Regions from separate parts of the Mus musculus genome. Here region 1 is linked to region 2. A link is a contact called in public Hi-C data. All regions are on one chromosome and are shown on one strand. Each heading gives the region's core, a stretch centred on a gene start, on an enhancer-like site or on the middle of the called end of the contact. The rest is flanking DNA. Distances are from core to core; before and after follow the strand shown. Region 1 overlaps Vav2 (vav 2 oncogene). Region 2 overlaps Sardh (sarcosine dehydrogenase).

Evidence for each region. Hi-C and Micro-C count contacts between places; a contact is called where the count stands out from the background.
Region 1: a Hi-C map of liver shows a contact between it and region 2, with 2.3 times the contacts expected there. The contact joins two enhancer-like sites. A contact is called at or near these places in 1 of 39 promoter capture datasets (hematopoietic stem and progenitor cells), 4 of 484 Hi-C or Micro-C datasets (embryonic stem cells and liver), 2 of 115 datasets of contacts at active chromatin or transcription factors (embryonic stem cells and pancreatic cancer cells) and 1 of 9 other capture datasets (liver).

The regions. Positions count from the first base shown.
Region 1 is chr2:27,413,639-27,418,954 of GRCm38.p6, forward strand. All of the region lies in intron 1 of Vav2 (vav 2 oncogene), which reads right to left. Among named protein-coding and RNA genes, the nearest start is that of Vav2, 11 kb to the right of the region's middle. Within about 2 kb of position 2,898, at least 89 of the 459 cell types and tissues checked have an H3K27ac peak or open chromatin away from gene starts, as enhancers often do. A contact at or near this core is called in liver, where this site is marked.
Region 2 is chr2:27,213,308-27,218,726 of GRCm38.p6, forward strand. It overlaps Sardh (sarcosine dehydrogenase), which reads right to left. Exons shown (of 21, transcript NM_138665.2): 16 at 1,731-1,878. Among named protein-coding and RNA genes, the nearest start is that of Sardh, 31 kb to the right of the region's middle. Within about 2 kb of position 2,459, at least 4 of the 459 cell types and tissues checked have an H3K27ac peak or open chromatin away from gene starts, as enhancers often do. A contact at or near this core is called in liver, where this site is marked.

The DNA.
Region 1 (5,316 bases), core at 1,648-4,147, 200 kb after region 2:
AAAGAGAGGAAGGGAGGGAAGAGAGAGAGAAAAAGAAAAGAGAGAGAGAGAGCCACTGTCATGGTCCACCCCCCACCTTCCCCACCCCCACCATTCTCAGAACCCATTCACTGAGAGGCCCATTCATGTCTGTGTGCCGCCTGGGTACCTAACTTTCAACAAAGGCAGTGGCTGGCCTCTCCCAACAGAAAGACCAGCTTCTCATTCACTAGCATCAATAGGGTAGACAGTTTATCGAGCAAAATGAGGTTCATGGGGCCCTGAGCAGACACACCACCAAAACAACCAGGGGCCATGAATGACTCTTCCCAGCCTTGAGACCCAGATCACACTGGCCGGCAGGACGCACAGTCCTCAGTGACTCAGTCCCACCCAGCCAGCGCCCACACACCCTCACTCCTAGGAAGCCCACTGCACAGAGCAGCCAAGCCTTAGTGCACATGTGAGTGAGATGTGTGTGTGTGTGTACACATAGGCAAGGCTGTGCATACACACAGCCAGGGTTTACCACTCCCCACCCTCTCCTTACAAGTCATTCTTAGCACCTGCTAAACAAACAGTCCTGAAGCCTGCCAGCCCTGCCACCCGACTCTGCACCGCATCTCAAACGCTCATGTTCCCAAAAATGCCAGGACAGGTCTGGGCTCCAGGGTGGGATACAAGAATATTACATCATCAACTAATCTTGGAAAAAACCGAGATCCACCCAAAGAGCCACGTCATTATTAAAAGCAGCCACTGCTAGAGTCTGCCCCAGACGGCTGCAGCTAGAGAGGCGCTGCCTCACTCCTACAGGAACGTGCCCCACCTCTAAGAGCAGCTGAAGAGGGGACTTGTCAACCAGAGCACGAAGCACAGAGCTGAAGAGTCACTGGCAGGGCAGGGCGGCTCGCCACAAGAGTAATTACACACACCATACAGCAGCTGAGGGGAAAGGCAAGCAAGTTCACCCGACATCCTCATCTTCCTCCTATCTGCCTAGGAAGCACGTGGGAACAACAACAAAAAAAAAGATCCCTTTACACAAGCCTGAAGCACAGGGTCACAGAGCTGCAGCCACCGGGATACCCTCCTCCATCACATATGCGGAGTCTGGCCCTGGCTCCTCAGGCTGGGAAGTGGGCACCTATCTCTGTCCCTGACAGCTCGGGGAGGAGCATCGGGTAGCAGGTGCCAAGCTGAAGACAGATAGAAGAGACCAGTGTTAAGGGGACGCTGCCTTCTGGAGACTGAGGGCGGAAATCTTAAGGAATCTCAGGCAGCTCCACCACCTCACCACCTCAGCAGAGGTGCAGACCCAGTGGGAGAAGGAAAGCCTGAGAAAAGCAAGAAGGGCCAGGCACTGTGGCATATGCAAGTAATCCCAGTACTTGGGAAGTAGAGGCAGGAGGATCAGGAGTTCAAGGTCACCCTCAGCAATATAGCGAGCTAACGAGCAGGCTGGGCTATGAGACGGTCTCAAATAAACAGAGAGCAAAACTAATTAAAGAGTGTGAAAGGTGAGAGTGGGTGAACCACCCTGCCATGGAGGCAACGAATAAACTGAGCTTGGAGAGGAACAGCAACTTACCAGTCTCCACGGCTGCCCTGCCCAAACTGTCTTCCTGTGTGTGTGCTCTGGGGTGAAAACAAGCAATGGCAAGTCACTTCAGGGTGGAGACAGGCACCCTGGGCCATCGTGGAGAGCCATGTATCCACCACCTATAGGTGCAAAGAGGCCAGATCCAAGCAACTGTGCCCCTCCTGTCCCTGCTGCTAAATAAACAAAGTAAGGACCAGGAAGGGGCACTGATAGGGAGAAGGGAGTGGAGGGGAGTGAGGGACGTGGGAAAAGAAGGAAGGTGGGTCTCAGAACAGGGTTGAATGAACATAAGGGACCAGAACCTTCCACCCACCACAACAGGGTGGGGCTGGGGGACACATGTCATGTGGTAGACAACACATGTCCAGCTGCCCTTACACCAGAAGACGTGACGCAATGGTCTTGGGCTGATCACCATCTTACACAGTTAAGAGATAGGGGCCTGTGCTCTTACATGACCACAAACCTCTGCATCTCACTGAGGCCAGAAAACAAGGCAGCGACGTGAGCCTCAGACCTCTGGGGTGCAGGTGCCTGCAGGAATAAGGCTCTGGGATTAGAAAGGGGGGCCCCTAAGTCAAAAATTCTTGAAGCAGTAGCGTTCCAGCGGTGGCCCAACACCATGCATCTCTTCTCCTTAGCCAACAAAGGAAGCCCTATGTCACACTCAGCACAGGCCCACGCCACCTGCATGTGCCTGGCTGTGCGCTCCAGTGTGTATGACAACAGTGACAATCAGAAAAGCCTCACTGCTTTTAAAAGGGAGATGACCTATGAAGGGAGGGCAGGAGAGGCACAGAGATAGAAACGACATCTGTGATGCCCAGGGAGTACAGGGTTCTGGTCCTGGAAGACCACGCCCAACTCCTACCTCAGAACCCTCCAGATGCAGCCACCGAAGGGCTTGATGTAATTAATACATGACCCCAAATGCAGCAACACTTTGAAAGGTCATCTAATGAAAGAAGATAAACAAGCAACCGGACCCACCCTGCACAGACGGCAAAGGGCTGAGGGGACTCGGACGGAGCAAGCTCTGTGATCCTGGAAACGCCAAGGCTAAAGAAATATCAGAAGAAAAGGGGACCAAACAACTGTGCCCGCCCCAAACCAAAAGCACAGAAAAGCAGCTAGGAGGGGCATTTATGGCTTCAGGTTTGAGTTGGCTCCAGGGCTGGCGCAGGCCCCATAAAAATTCTTTTAATCCTTCCTTATACAAACTCTATAAAGCATAGCAAACACACACAGACCACAGGTCACCGTTTGTAGCTGAGTCTGTCCTTGTGAAACTGTCACTGGCTGGCTTCAGGAAATCTCAGTCAGATCTGGCCCCAGGTCAAGCAAGCCTGGGCACAGACCTGTCACCTCTTCGACACTGTGGGGATTGCTATTCTTGTTTATCTTTTGGAGCCAAAAGCCAAAGATGGCGACAACCACAGGATACTACTATGCAGTCAGGAGGCCCCTGGGTGCCCAGGGGAAATCACAGGCTGAGGGTGAGCTCAGCCTTGCTGGTGCAGGGGGGTGACTAATGCCAAACAAGAGGTTCTGAGCTGACTCTGTTCTGTTGGGCCTGTTAGCAGCTGGATGATGGCAAGAATCTCAGCTCCAACTCTGCAAGGGGTGTAGGGTTACCCTATCCACAAAGCCCTTCTCAAAGTTCCGGTATTGTCCTTGTGAGCTTTGACTTCTTTCCTCTGCTACCTCAATCAGTCCTTAACCAAATTCTATCTTGTGGCTCTTTAAAAGTCCCCTGAGAAAGCTGGGCAAAGGTGGCACACGCCTTTAATCCAAGCATTGGGGAGGCAGAGGCAGGCGGATTTCTGAGTTCGAGGCCAGCCTGGTCTACAAAGTGAGTTCCAGGACAGCCAGGGCTACACAGAGAAACCCTGTCTCGAAAAAGGAAAAAGTTCCCTGAGAAAGTAAGGCCCAAGACCAACAGCCAAGAAGACATAAGATCTGCAAGAGATGGTTAAGTAGGATTCAGACTTAGGCTAAGAGGGACCAGGGCTCTGATGGTATGTCAATCACACCCTGCCCAAGCGCCTGAGGCCAGAACCAGGATGAAGCCAGTGGGTCCCCAGTGGTCTGCATAGGTCACTTTTGTGTGAGTGGGTGGGGTCTAGGATCCCAGCCCTGGGGGTGGGGGCGGGGGGGCGGGGGACTGTGGACCGACCACACTCCACAAAGGATGTTAACAGGTGGGAGGAGTGCACAGGAGAAAGGAGAAAAGGCAGAAAAGGAGCCATAGCTGTTCTTGACAGACAGGCACCCAGTGAAGGCAGGAAGCACCTTACTTAAGCTGCCTGTTTGTTAGTGCAGCTACTGAAATAAATTGGAAACAAGAACACGGAAAGCAAGGGGACCACCATCACCTGGCCAAGAAACCACCCTGAAGATCCTATGGGTAAGTGCCAGTCCCGGGCTCCTGCCAGCTTGCTTCTCTAATTATCAGGTCAACACACAAAGCTATCTCTGTAACACAATGACCTATGGTGGATGCTTTGTAAATAAGGTTGAGTCCCCTCCCCATCATCTGGAAACAGGTGAAGGATGGGCCAGGAAGCCATGTAGCCACAACAGGGCCAGCTAGGCCATGCCTAAGGCCACCTTCGATTCAGTTACTGGCTCCTGGCATCCCACTTCCCAGCAGCCTAAGGACCCTGCCAAATGCCTGCCTGCCCTGGCTGGTGAGAAGTCTGGGCCCCAACACAGCGAGTGAGCAGTAGGGCCTCAGCTGAGTCCTTATCTCTCCCTCCCCTCATGCATTAATAAGGCCAGAGTCACAGCTCAGTGCCCGGATGGTCAGGAAATAAATGCTCCCTAGAGGGTTAGAGAGATGGCTCACCAGGTTAAGAACACTGGCTGCTCTTGCAGAAGACACGGATTCAGTCCCTAGGTACAACTCTGAAGACACAAAGGTGGTATACGTCCATCTTCTGCCTGTGCAGTCTGGACGTGCCCAAGACGCAACAGAGAGGGCAGAAGGTTCTTTCAGTCACCTCAGACTTCTGAGTTGTTAGCTACCCAGTTCACCCAGGGACACGAGACCAGAGGAGCTTCCTCCTCAGGCCAGTGGGAATGACAAACAGGGCCTGACCTGCCAAGGGCTAGGGGACAGGAGAGGAAGGTGGCTGCCCCATGCAGCACGGATCTGGAGTAAGCAGCACAAGGGTGGGCAGGGCATGCAGCCTCCTGAGGCAGCCAGGCCTGCAGCATCCTGAGGCGGCCAGGCCTGCTTCCTGGCATACATCTCCCACAAAACTGTCCTGAGAGCCTGGGGTGGGGGTGTGGAGAGACAGGGACTATCATCCTATTTCAAGTAAGGAAACTATGTGCAAAGGACCCTCACCAGCCTGGCTTCCACATCTAGGACACTTGACTGAGGGCACTAAGTGACCGAGATCATCAAGGAAGTATGAGAAAAATAGGTCAGCAGTTTGCTCTTGTCCAGCACTTCCTGTTAGACAAGCTTGTCAAGGGTTTTTTGGCAAAGAGCAGACAGGGGCGAACCAGTATGGGGAGAGGGGGAACCAAGAGCCCTTCTCAAAGATCAGAGCCTGGGAAAGCACTGGAGCAGGAGGCGGGGAGGGGAGGCTGAGGAGCAATCGCAGGGCAATGACCAGGAAGTAGGAAGCAACTGGAGGCAGCCAGAGGCTGAGTTAGAGCACCAGGTGCCAGACAGAAAAACAAGGACACCTCCCACCCCGTTAGCATCAGCACAAGGTTGGAAA
Region 2 (5,419 bases), core at 1,209-3,708:
GGAAGGGCCTCTAATGCAGCAGGTAGAACTCCACTCCTTCAGGTTGACATATGGGCTTCCCCCCACCCAGGAGGAGTATTGAAAGCCATGCCCACAGCACCACTGGCCCCTGCAGCCAGATGCTAAGCCCTCTAAATTCTGGAGTAAATGGTTTTCGTGCCCCCACCGGTTGCAGTGCTGTCCACAACACCTGCCACTCCCTCTTCCTGGCCTCCCTGAAGGCTCAGCAAAGACTTGTTTTACCTGGTGCCTCTCCTGCTCTCAGAGCAGTGGGCAGGATCTGGACTCAGCAAGAAGTAACTAGTTTGGTCAACCCCAAGGTGCCAGGGTAGGGTCTAAGCACACTAGCCAGAGTCCCAGCAGGATACCCAGGGAGGAAGAGATGTCACCAAACAACCAAGTTTGTCATACTGGTCCCCTGGGGCCCCTACCCCCAAGAAGTGACTCCCTTCTTCCCTGTCTCTCCCTTCTTCTACTTCCCATCTAGGCTCAGGGGCTCCACCAAGCACCAAGCACGGGTCCGTCTCTGGGCAGCACATGGCAGGCCCTGCTGGTTAACCAAGGTGTAGCTCCTCACGACGGTTTGACTTGGCGACTAGTGTGTTGATGAGGATATGAGAACACCTGAAAGGTCAAGAGGCTTCCCATGTCCTTCTGCCTCCCTTCCCAGAAACGGTGTGGCCCTGGCAAATGTCTCCACCTCTGTTCCATCAGTAAGAAAAAGAACATTCACAGACACTTGGGATGTACATCACCCTGCTTGGCCTGGAGGGAAATTGGGAGATTCAGAGGGAGAGCATCCAAGTGTGTTCCCTGGAGCTCTGAATGTAGGCAGCATGGGCATCAGATAGAACACAAAAGGAAAAGTCATAAGCCCTTGTCACATGATCTCCTGCTCTCCCTCTTCTTTCCCCTTTTGCTCTTTCTCTCCTCTCCCCCACATCCTTCCCCTATCCCTTTGAATCTGTCTGTCCTTCTCACTCTCTCTCTCTCTCTCTGCCCCTGTCCCCTTGATCCTATGACTAAAAACAAGCCCTTCACCCCCTAGTTAACTGTTTTACAGATATTCCATCACAGCAACAGAGCACCTCCCCACCCCTCCGTCTCTCCCTTCCCCCACCCTTCTCCTCCACAGGTCTCTGAGCAGCATCAGCAGTGGAGGCCAGGTCAGCTCCACAACTGGCTGGACTTAGTTGGTGGCTGTTCACAATGCATTGTTCATTTTTTTTCCTTCCTGTCTCCCTATCCTGCCCCTCCCCCCAAGCTCTGCCAGAGTTATCTTTCCAGGTGCACACCTGCCACACATCCTTGTGCCTGAGACCCTCAGTAGCACCCAGGGATCCTTATAGGATTCCTCCTGCATCCAAAACAAGGCTCCCTTACAGGGTACTTGAGTGGTGGACGACCCTGTCTGGCCTATAGAGAGGACCAGGGTCATCCACCTGGGATGACCTCTCCATTTACAAACGGGAATAAGTCCACCCCTGGTCTGGCTCTGCCCATTTATGGGAATGAAGCCTCCACGGAGTCTTCACTGAACACAAGGCTTTAAAGTCAAGCTGATCCCGGCACAGGGCTAGCCTAAGACTGATACTTTGAAAATTGTTCAGTCCCAATTAGGCAGAGTGTCCAACATGCAGAGGAGTGGTTATGCCCATGAGCTGGGCTGGAGGGACTGGAGCCTAGGTGGACCTAGATAACCCAGGTATCAGGTCCTGATCCTCACTCACCTGGCTGGGCCCTGGATACTGAGCATGCCCAGATCTTCAGAACTATCCATAAGCTGGCACCGGAACTCCTGGTCCTGTAGCACCGTGTTTATGTGGGACCAGTTGTGTTGGGCCACAGCCCCACCCACGGCCAGGTAGTAGCAATCCCCTGGAGGAGAAGCAACAGGTTTAGAACAAGACCTTGGAACAGGGAACACAGTGAGGGGCCCCAGACTCTCACTGAGGAAAGTGTATAGCTTGCTTCTGCCAATGAGCAATATCAAGGGCCTCTTCCTGCTTCTTAGACAAATGGTTAAAACTCTGGTGCCTTCAGGTCTGAGAGGGGGTATCTATCCTGCCTCAACCACTAGGGTAAAAGTGGACTCAGACAAGTATTTTCCCTCCTGAGTCTCATGTCCTTATAATTCCCATCATAATACACCCCATATCCTTGTCCCTGCCTCTGCCATTCTGAAGCCTTCACACAGAGTGTTAATCCAGAGTGAGCAACTCCCCCAGACTTCAGAAAAGGAGACCGAAGTTCAGAGAGGAGACATGTGCTGGGAATACATGAAACCCACTGTCCCTATGGCCGTGGACAACTACAGAGCCACACTGGCCCTGAGACTCTGCCCTTGGACATCAGCTCACTTCCACCAGGAATTCTGGGAAAATGCTGCCTCAGAGCTTAATGACCTTGGACAACTCTGTGGCCTTAGATCCAGTAAACAAGTTCACCAACCTCCTGGTCCCATCTGGGATTCAGGGTTCACAGAATTGTCATTGGCAAGGGTGCCAGGACCTGTGGCAGTCAGGTATCCCTGGACCTTTCATTGTGTTTACCACCCCCTGGACCTGAGTGGGTGGAGCCTGGCACAGGGAAGGCAGGGTGGGAGGCTTCTATGTGCACCCCATCTTTCTGACTTCCTTCTTCATCCCACTCCTCACCCTGCAGAGCTCAGTAGTAGTCTGAATCTATGACAACCAAACCCAAGCACTGTGCCTGTCCCTCCATCCAGACTCCTCTCAGCGGTAATAACACCCAGAAGAGTCTCCCTGAGCCATGGGTGGGCAGAGGCCTGCTTCCTCAAGTCTGACACCTTTATTTTGGAGACACCTCACAGGAACACACATATCCATGGAAGGATGCAGTCTTGGGAGGCACACAGGCTCTGACCAGCCTGTCCTACTACAATATCTGCTCATGTTCTGAGTCTCTCCTTTCTCCCTTGTACAATGGGCCTGGTCCCAGCACAGGGAGCCTTCAGGGGCAAAATGCTACCAGAGCACCAGTCAGGGCCCACCAAAGCCTCACTCCCTTCCTCCTCTTAAGAAAGAGGCACTGGCCTCATTAACCTTTTTAGTGGTGTGGATTTTATACCATCTGTGTATGTTTGCAAATATTAAGTTATTACATGTTTCAAAATGAGCATTTTTCATCCTAAATTTCATATGTTTACAAATATATTTTTTAATAAAATTTCAAAACCAAGTTTTAGCACCTACTAAAAAAAAAGAAAGAAAGAGGCACTGGGGGATAGAAGAGAGGGGAAGAGAGGGGAGGAAGGGGAGAGAGGAGGAAGATGGAGGTGGGAGAGAGGGAGGGAGGGAGGGGAGAGGAAAGAGAGAGAGAGAGAGAGAGAGAGAGAGAGAGAGAGAGAGAGAGAGATCACAAGCAGAAGGCTCCCTGTGAAGTTCCCAGAGGATGCTTGAATTTTGGACAGTGTCCTCAACACCAGGCCAAAGAATCTCCTACCATGACTCTCTCTCTCTCTCTCTCTCTCTCTCTCTCTCTCTCTCTCTCTCTCTCTCTCTCTCTCTCTCTCTCTCTCATACTTCAGCTTACATTCTGTTATCAGGCTGAGTTCCCTACCAATTGTCAGTGATGTGCCTGCTTGCCCTGAGCAACCATCCCCACTAGGCTGCTCTATAGAGGCAATGCAGGGAGTGCCCTAGACATGGCAAAAGGCAGATCCACATGAGCCAGGGGCAGAGGCTCACCCCAGGCTCCTCTCTACCGTTTCCAGGTGTGCGATAAGCTTTGTAGGTGGCAGGTCTTAGATGCCTTTTTCATTATGTCGGTGTGTTCTGACAAGCAAGTACACCTTTTATAATATTAAGAAAGATGAATAAAGATAATTTAAAATTGCTTCCAAGATTGACAGCTGCTTGCTACACAGCCTTGATCACATGTAAATTGTCACATTCTCTTGACTTACTGGAGCTCTGAGTCACATACATAATTAACATGCATATTAAATATACACATCCTTAATGAGATACATATTCATCACGGGACCCGTGTCAATGCAGGAGCCGTTTCTTTGCTGTTTTGGGGTGTCTCTGGGATCCACAGCCTCCAGGGGTTGGGGCTCACTGGATCATCTGGTCACGTCTCCTGGGTGTATGATTCCCCCAAGCACTCAGCTCCAGGAACTGTGCACCAGGTGGGAGGTACAAGGGAATTTATCACAAGGCATTTTTGTGGCAGATTCCAGCAAGGTCCCCGTTGCCAAGATAAGGAATCTGAGGCCTGCGGGACTGCAGACAACCCTGGGGACTGCAGACAACCCTGGGGGACTGCAGACAACCCTGGGGGACTGCAGACAACCCTGGGGGACTGCAGACAACCCTGGGGGACTGCAGACAACCTCCTGGCTCCTCTCAGCTCTTACTCGTTCCCATAGCAGCTGGCTAGGTAAGTTCACCAGGCCCCATCTCACAAGTAGGGAAACTGAGGCTCAGAGAGCTAAGGTCTCAACTTTTAAAATTACAAGAAAGGGTGGTGAGGATGTAGCTCTAGGATAAAGCACTTGCTGGGATGTGCTTGGTCCGAGGTTTAACCCCCAGCTAAGTCAGACCTCGGCCACATCACACACAGGGATAAGGGGACTGACTCCTTGTGAGCATCCTCCTCTCCCCCTCTGCCCTTCCCCCTGGGGGGGGGGAGGGCTTCACTACGTTTCACTAAGACACAAATAGGGAGGACAGCAAGGAAGTAGCTAGATCTCCACATGGCTCAGCACTGCCCACTGTCAGCCTGTTGGATAGCAGCTCAGAGAGTCACACAGTTGATACCTCCTCCTGGTAAATCGCCCTTTTAGAAGTACTAATGCCTTTCTTAGGCAAAGCCATGCCCAATCTGTTCCCTCTCTTCTCCTGATAGACATAGGCCACAGGACAGGAGGCGGAGCTGGCCCTGAGGGAACTGACAACTAGGATCCAGGGTTGGGGTGACAGGAGGCAGTCTTGTGTAGATATAACAGCTAAAGTTGTGTAAGCTATATTAAGTGCTGAGCTGCCTGTCATTATGGGTGTTGCAAGGAAGAACAGAAAGACACATAGTGGGCACTGAGCCAAGCATCAGGGGACCTTCCAGGTCTGAGACTGGCAGTGGCTCACAGACTGGGACTAGCCCAGATGGCAGGGTGGGAAGAGACTAAGCTTTGAGTGGGAGATGTAGCCTGCCCTGGGCTGATGCTAACCTGGGCATCTGGGCTCAGTGCACCCACGCCAAGGCTGCTCCAACATGCCACAACACCAACAGGTTCAAAGGCATAATTACAGAGTGCTCAGAGCGACGGCACAGCCACCCGAACAGAGCCTGCATTTAGCCTGAAATGAGACCGCTAATCTCCAGGTCCTGACCATGCCTGGCCATGGCAGGTAATTACATAGTCATCCTGGATATAACCCTCCCTGACCTTCTG